Regions from separate parts of the Oryctolagus cuniculus genome. Here region 2 is linked to region 1. A link is a contact called in public Hi-C data. All regions are on one chromosome and are shown on one strand. The core of a region is the stretch at or near the end of the contact, and the rest is flanking DNA. Distances in the headings are between cores, read along the strand shown. Region 1 holds the start of ASB7 (ankyrin repeat and SOCS box containing 7). Region 2 holds the start of ALDH1A3 (aldehyde dehydrogenase 1 family member A3).

Evidence for each region. Hi-C and Micro-C count contacts between places; a contact is called where the count stands out from the background.
Region 2: a contact with region 1 is called in a Hi-C map of embryonic fibroblasts, with 7 times the contacts expected there. The contact joins the promoter of ALDH1A3 here to the promoter of ASB7 in region 1. A contact is called at or near these places in 2 of 6 Hi-C or Micro-C datasets (embryonic fibroblasts and skin fibroblasts).

The regions. Positions count from the first base shown.
Region 1 is chr12:9,938,793-9,942,470 of mOryCun1.1, forward strand. ASB7 (ankyrin repeat and SOCS box containing 7) reads left to right here and starts at 1,546. Exons shown (of 7, transcript XM_008248763.4): 1 at 1,546-2,207; 2 at 2,296-2,343; 3 at 3,119-3,190. It overlaps LINS1 (lines homolog 1), which reads right to left and starts at 1,402. Exons shown (of 9, transcript XM_051822935.2): 1 at 1,295-1,402.
Region 2 is chr12:10,147,426-10,151,103 of mOryCun1.1, forward strand. ALDH1A3 (aldehyde dehydrogenase 1 family member A3) reads left to right here and starts at 1,807. Exons shown (of 13, transcript XM_051822933.2): 1 at 1,807-2,034. The coding sequence starts at 1,936.

The DNA.
Region 1 (3,678 bases), core at 296-2,795:
ACACACGGGGGGGGGTCTTCCATCCATTGGTTCACTCCCCAATTGGCCACAATGGCCAGAGCTGCGTCAATCCAAAACCAGGAGCCAGGAGCCTCCTCCCGGTCTCCCACACAGGTGCAGGGACCCAAGGACTTGGGCCATCTTCCACTGCTTTCCCAGGCCACAGCAGAGAGCTGGTTTGGAAGTGGAGCAGCCGGGACTTGAACTGGCGCCCCCGTGGGATGCTGGCACCGCAGGCGAGGGCTTCACCTGCTAGGGCGCAGCGCTGGCCCCATAAGCTCTCGGGGGCACTTTAAGGGTGCCCAGGATGTGCTCCGCTTCCTCCCACCCGCCCGCACCCTTCCAGACAGACACCAGCAGCCCCGGAAAGCCTCCCGCATGTCGACTTCGGGGTCAGCCAGCGCGGCCGCACGCCCGGTCTGCCCCGGTCAGGGCGTCCACCTCCCCGCACGGCCGCCTGACCTCGATCAGGAGTTTCCCAGCACAGGACGGAGCCCAGGGCCCAGCTAAGCCATCCACGGGTAGCTCGTGTGCACGGCGCTGGGTATGACCGCGGGGGACAAACGCCACCCTTGGACCCCACCTGCCACAAAATGTCCGTGCATGTTTCTTCTATACACGGAGGAGGAAGGCTTTCTTTGAGGACACTGGACACGGTCAACTGTGATTGAACCCCAGCCCAGCCCATCCCTCGCACACTGCAGAGCAGCCAGGGACCTCCCCGCAGCCCCGCAGCCCCGCACCGCTCCCGTCCACGACGCCGGCCGTGCTTCTCGCAGCGTCTGTCAGGAGCAAAGCTCCCTCCGGAGGCCCTGCCGCGGAGCCCGCTCCAAGGTCACTTTCCAGCCGGCCACGACCCCCGACGTCCCGGCGCCCGGTCCCGGGCCATTGCGCGTTCGCCGCCTGCCCCGTCACGGTGAAGGCACAAACGTCGGGCCGGCGCCCGGGAACAGCCGCCGGGTCAGCACACCGCCGCGGACCCAGGAGACGCCTTCCCAGCCCGAGTCCGCGGCTCGCTCTCTCTGCCTTCCCCTCACACACGATTCCGAAAGGTCGCTACCCTTGCCGGAAAGCGCCCGGGCCGGCATCACCGGTCCTCCCTCCCACCCCCAGCCCGGTGGCTAACGGGGTCTCGGGGAACCACAGAGCGACCAGCGCCAGGCACCTGCGTCTCCCAAGCGCTGGGGAGCGACGGGTCAAGGCTCGCAACTGCCGCCTCCACAGCCTTTACGCCCCTCAGCCTGCCGCACGCACGCCGCCCCCGCCGCCGAGCCCAGCGAGAGCACCCGGTTACCTGCCCGGAACCCTGCTCACGGAACTCCGCACTCGCAACGCCATTCCATTGAGCCCTACCCTCTCCGGGCCACCGTAGTTCACGGAAAGTACACGATGGCCCCTCCCCCCGCATGCGCAGAGGCCGCGTTCAGCGTACCGCGTCTCTTAGCAACCGCTTCGAGTCCCCCCCGCCAGGGGCGGAGCCTCGGAAGCCACGGCGGGGAAGCCGCGGTGGGGGGGGGGGGAAGCAAGTGAGACCAATCAGAAACGAGTCCCAGCCCAGATCGGCACGCCTCCTCCAACTGTCGCGAATGCGCAGGCAGCTTTACGGCATCCAGGGGGTGGGGGCTGCCGGGGTAAGGAGGAGAGAAGGAAGCAACCAACCAACCAAGTCGCCCCCACCCCCCACCCCCACCCACCCCGGACCTGGTTTACGGCTCCGGGCTCAGGCTCCAGGGCGGCCGCTGATTGGTCGCTGAAGGCTTGGTCCCATCCCAGTGACCCCAAAGTGCTGGAGGGAGGGGGCGGGGGTGGCCCAGTGCAAAGTGCATCCCGAAAGCCCCCAGTCCGGAGACCCCGCTGCTGGCACTTGGGCCCCTGTATGACCCGGGACCTCGCTGTCCCGCGACCTCCTGGGTCCCTCCGCAGCTGGAAGCCTCCGGCCCGGAGTGCGGCAAGCCCCTGCTCCGAGCCCCTGGCCCGGGACTGCCCCCCCACCCGAGCCGGGACTTCCTCCCTGCACCCCTGCCCCGAGGCTGCCCGGCCGCCGGGACCGCCGCCCCGCGCCTGCTCGGCGGTGCGGATGCTCGGCGGCTCGGGGCCGTGAGGGGAGCCCCCGCGTCCGGCCCTGCCTGGGGTGTTTCTTCAATGGAGAAGTTGGCGAGTGTGGAGGAGACGCAAAGGAGGGAGAGGGGCCGCAGCTGAGGGGACAGGTAAAGTCAGTTACCTCCGCCGGGGGGCCGGGGCCGGCCGGGAGGGTGGGCGGGGGCGAGCCCCCTCCTCGCCGCTGCTGTTTTCCAGGTGGGAGCCGGCGGCGGCGGGGAGCCGGGCACCAGCATCTGCGGCCAGGTAAGGAGCCGGGCCTCCCCTCCCCCATTGTTCATCCCTGCCTCCCCCCCCCCCGCGCGGGGCTGCATTTGGGGGGCAGTTGCCTGGGAGTGCACCCTCTCCCGGCCCCGCTGCCCACGCGTGACCCCGGCGCCCCGATAACTCCTGCACGCCGGAGCCGGCTCTCACCCCTGCGAGGGCCCGGCCCCGTGTGTTTCCGCGTTTTGCATGAGCTCTGCCCTGTGGCTTTGAGAGGTTTCGGGTAGCGACCCCCGCTTCCTTGCTCTCGGAGGAATTCCTCAATTCCGTGTTAATTGCTCGTTAATTCTGAAGGACCCTGCGTGTTAATTAACCCGCAGTTTACTGCTCTCCCCGACCCCTTCCCGTGTCCCCTTGCCTCTTCCTCCACCAGGAAATCTTTGGGGTTTGCTAGGGGACGGCCTTTGGTAGGGGAAGGGAAATTAATGGCTTGTTTTAGGAAATAATTTTGATTTTTTTTCCTACTAAGAAGTGGATCTGTGCACCTTCCTCGTGCAGGCAGCAGTAGTGGGAGCACTTGGGGACCGTGAACTCGGCTTCTGGGTGACCGATACAGGTGGACTAGGAAGGGACTGGAGTTTGTTACACCGAAGATCTTCTAGAACTGATAGAATTTTGCACAATGTGTTATTAAGTCATTTGACACTCAAAAAATTAAAAAAAAAAAAAAACACCAAACCAGAGAGATCGTTTGATGTGTTGAAGTATGTGGGGCTTCCAGTGGCAACACTTCGTAAACGAGATTCTCGCTTCACAGCTCTTACAGACTTTGCGTGTCTAGTTCACGTGCCGCTGCGTGGTGTGCCGCTGCCTCGCAGATCCGCCCAAGGTAAGTGAGCGTTAGTGTCGTCCCCGCGAGGCGGACTCGGAAGTCAGGTCTCACGGCAGCCGCGACTTTGTCACCTCCCGTAGCAAGAGTGAAAGGCAGCCTGTTCGCCTCCGAGTTGTTCTGATGTTGCTGACCACTTAGGGAATTTCTGGCGCAAAGACGTTCTTGGGAGAGATTCAGATTGGTGACTTCCTCTGGGTCACTAGACCTTCTGCTCCCACGACGTCTCTGCTGATTCTCTACATGTGGCTGAAGACACTGTAGCGGGGTCTGGAGACCTGGACGCCGTGGGAGACTTGTAACGAGGGTGCTGCTCCGAGGGAGGATGTGGGAGACTTGTAACGAGGGTGCTGCTCCGAGGGAGGGTGAAGGCAGCCTTGGGTGTGCGTGTGGGGAGCCAGGGGTAGCTCCTTTTCAGGTGCACTTGTGTTTGTGGCCGTATGGAGATCACCAGAGACATCGAATGATTAAAACTCTGCCGTGCTAGA
Region 2 (3,678 bases), core at 557-3,056, 210 kb after region 1:
TCGGACAAGGTCTACGGCTGTGGCTTCTGCTCTGATCTCAGGCTCCCCCGGGGATCACGGGGTACCCACAGGAGGAGCTGCAGGTGAGCGGGTGGCGTCTCTGGGTGTGAGGGGAGGCGGCCTGCATTCCTGACATCCTGGCCGGCAGATGGGCAGCTGTCCACTCCCAGCCAACAGGCTCCCCCCTCTTCCCCTAAAGGAGCAGAGTTCCAAGCCCGGCTCCTTTGCCTGCCCCCATCAATCCAGCAATTACTTAATTAACACAGCTTCCTCTATAAATGCCCAGGGTTTTGTTTGTGTGTTTAAGTCCTGGCTGAGGTGACATGAGTTCACACATCCTGGATCCCAGATCAGCTCCTGGACTGGGAGCTTAACTTAGAAACCTCTCCAATGGCAGCACTCAGATGCTAGGTGTTCCCACTGGCTTCGGGAGCCTGAGCCCAGCGCAGAGAGGCCTGGCCCATAAACCCACAGGAGGGACCCAGGCACCTGACACTGGGGCTCAGCAGCCAGCCTTGGGCCACGGTGTGTGACCCATGGGCCCAGGTGTTCTCAGGAGTGGGAGCCAGGGGCCAGCTAGGGGAGACAGAGGACACAGAGATTGACAGGAGCAGCGGAGGAAAGGGGTGGCTTCTCTCTGGGCTCCGCAGCATCAGTGCGCCTTGGACCAAGGCCGGGCTCCCTGGTGCTGGGCGACTCTGAACCATCCTGGAGGCCCCAGCCTTACCTGGGCCGTCTCATCCCCCCCAGCACGAGAGCTTTCCACCATCCAGGGGGAAAGGGGCTACTGGCTTGCCCTACTGTCCAGGAGAGGGGACAGGGATGGACCCCCAGACCCTCAAAACACACAGCGCAGCCTGGACGAAATAAGGAGACCCTCCCAGCACGTCCTATGGCTTGGCTGGGCCTCCCCTTCTTTCCCTGGGAGCGCACCACCCCCGGCTCCGGGACCCAGGAATGGCGCGCGTGCGCACCAGGCTCCCTGTCTCTGTTGGGCCTGAAGTTCCTGTGGTCAATGGAGTGCTCCCCAAAGGCAAAATGAGAACTGGGGCTCCCTGGGAGCTGCGAGCAGCCTTGGGACAGGAGGGTCAGTTCTTTGAACCACCAGCTGCAAAGATGGGTGTGCTTTTTAAAGACATCATTTTAACCGAGGTATATAACGTGTGCATTCAACAATTCACAGTCATTGCACCGCGCCGCCGCCGGGGCTGAGGCTGTGCGTTGGTGGGGGTGGGAGGCCCCGCGGCGCCAGGGCTCCACAGCCAGGCGCAGGCAGGGCCTCCCGCCCCTCCGCCCAGGAAGTCCCAGGGCCGCGGGGGATTTCCAGGCAGCGCGAGGCCCGGGTGGGCTCGCCGGTGGTCCTCGATCGGGCCGGGTGGGACGCGGCAGTCCTCCGTCTCGCGAGCCCAGGCCAGGCTGCCGCACTCCAGGCCGAGGCCGGAGGGCCAGCCGCCCCGAGCCCCGGAGAGGCACCGGGCCCCAGGGCGGGCGCATTCCCGGAGCGCAGCAGGGCGCACCGGCCGAAGTTGAGCGAGAAGGGCGAGAAGGGCGAGCGGCGGCAGGCAGGAGGCAGCAGGTGCCGCGGGCAAACCCGCCGGGCTGCGGGGGCAGAGCGGGCGCTGAGGCCCCCGGGCCCAGGGTCCAAGCCCGCGCGGACTTCCGGGGCTCAGCGGCGGCGGCGCCCCGAGGAACTCGCCCGAGGGCCAACTCCGAGGCTAGGGAGCGCACGGCGCGGCGGGCGGGGTGGCGGGAGGCGGGCCGGCCCCCTCCCCTGCCTCGGCGCCCGCCCTCCCTTCCTGCCGTCCTGCAGCCAATTAGACGGCCCCCTCCGGCGGGAGGCGTGGGGCGCTGCATAAAGCGGCACGGAGCTGTCACCCCGGAGCAGGCTGCGCACCGCCCAGGCCGAGCCGGCGCGCCGGGGACTGCGGAGGAGCCATGGCCACCACCAACGGGGCCGTGGAAAACGGGCAGCCCGACAAGAAGGCTCCTGTTCTGCCGCGCCCCGTCCGCAACCTGGAGGTCAAGTTCACCAAGGTGAGGCGGGCGCTCCTCCGGCCCGACGGCTGCCCGGCTCCGCGCGGGGCAGCGGGGCGGGGGGGCCGGGGGCCGAGGAGCCAGCAAGCGCAGGAGTCCACCGGGAGCTCCAGAGCCCGCATTGGTGGCGGGGCATCCCGGGCGGGACCCCGTGCGCCAAGCGGGCTCGCGGGCGCCGGGGCTCGGTGCCCTAAGCCTGGAAGCGGGGCGAGGCAGGCCGCCTGCTCGGCTGGCGCGCCGTGCCAGGGTTCAGCGCGGCGCAGCCCCGACGGGCCCCTGGCGGCTCGGTGGGCAGATGGAAGCGCGCGCCGCCGTGGCCCCCGGGCGCGAGGGTCCCCCGCGGACCTCCGGGGAGCGTTTCCGGGGCTGAAGGAGGCAGGCTTTGGGAGGCCCCGGGGGTGCCAGGGGACGCCAAGAATGAGATTGAGGGCCCGGGCTGCCAGTGGGAAACCCGGCGAGCAGGTGGTCCCGGGACACCCGCGCTTAGCCGGCTGGCCGGCAGGGCTGGAGGAGAAGGGAGGCGCTCGCCGACCAAACGCCCGCGTTGTTACCGACCAGAAGCTTGGATCCCGGCCTGGGGAAGCCGCGGGTGGCAAGCCCAGGGCCCCCGGCTCCGCTGCGCTGCGGCTGGAGGCGGCCGCGCGGCTTTGCGCTCGGGGCTGTGAAGGTGTGGAGCGGTGAGATCACCTGCCCCGGGAAGCAGGAAGGCGGGGAGACCCGCGGCCTGAGCGCCGCTCCCGGGAGGACTCCCCGGGCTGCTCGGGCGCGGGGCGCTGCGGGGGCAGGGGACCCGGTGCCTCAGAGCCCCAGGACTGGAGGTGTCTGCCCTCAGCTTTGGCCCCGCTGGTTTTTGCGCCTTATCCGTAGTCCCCAGCTCCACCAGTCCTTGGAAAATCCACGGGTCAGTTTTGCTTTCAAAAGCCCCCATGATCGCTCTCAAAGAGTTTTTAATGCTGCGGAGGAAGTGGCCGGCCACTCTGTGTGGCCTTCGGATTTTAGTCTCTTGCACTTAGTCCGCGAAGTCAGTGGGTCCCACGTTTAAATCGCATGCTGTTTGGATTAGCTGCTTGCGGAAGGCTGTCCGATCCCGGCGAGGCAGCGCTGGGAGCTACTTTTCTCGTCGTTTGGTTCGCAGTGTCCGCCCGTGCAGCTTCTGGGAACAGAACCTTCAGTTTGTCAGGATTTAGCTCCGTTCGTGCTTGGCTGCTGCTGGCCGTGGTGTTGTTTTGTTTTGTTTTTACAGAGTTCCGTGAAACTATTAGAAACCAGAAAGTAAATATGTTGTCCTTTTATGCTTGCATCCCACAAGAGCCGTGGGCCACTTAGAAGTTTTAGAAGTTTGTTTCTTTCTCGATGATTCTTGGGGTCTGTTCCAAGGGAGGATGGTGGAAGGTTCTGGGAGCTCCAGCCGCCATTGTCTCTGCCAGTGGCACATTTGGGTTGTGTGATGGAGGCAGAGGAAAGGTAGTGGCGTGGACTGAGCTGGAGAGCTGAGACCCTCAGGAGGCTCCAGCTGCCCGGCACCAGGCTGCACCTTCTCACCCATGTGGGTGATGCCGCAGCCTGCTGTGTCCCTGCCCTGGCCCACCTCTGCAGCCTGTGCGGCCGAGGCTGTGGCCGGGGGCTGAGAGCCCCGGGGCAGGA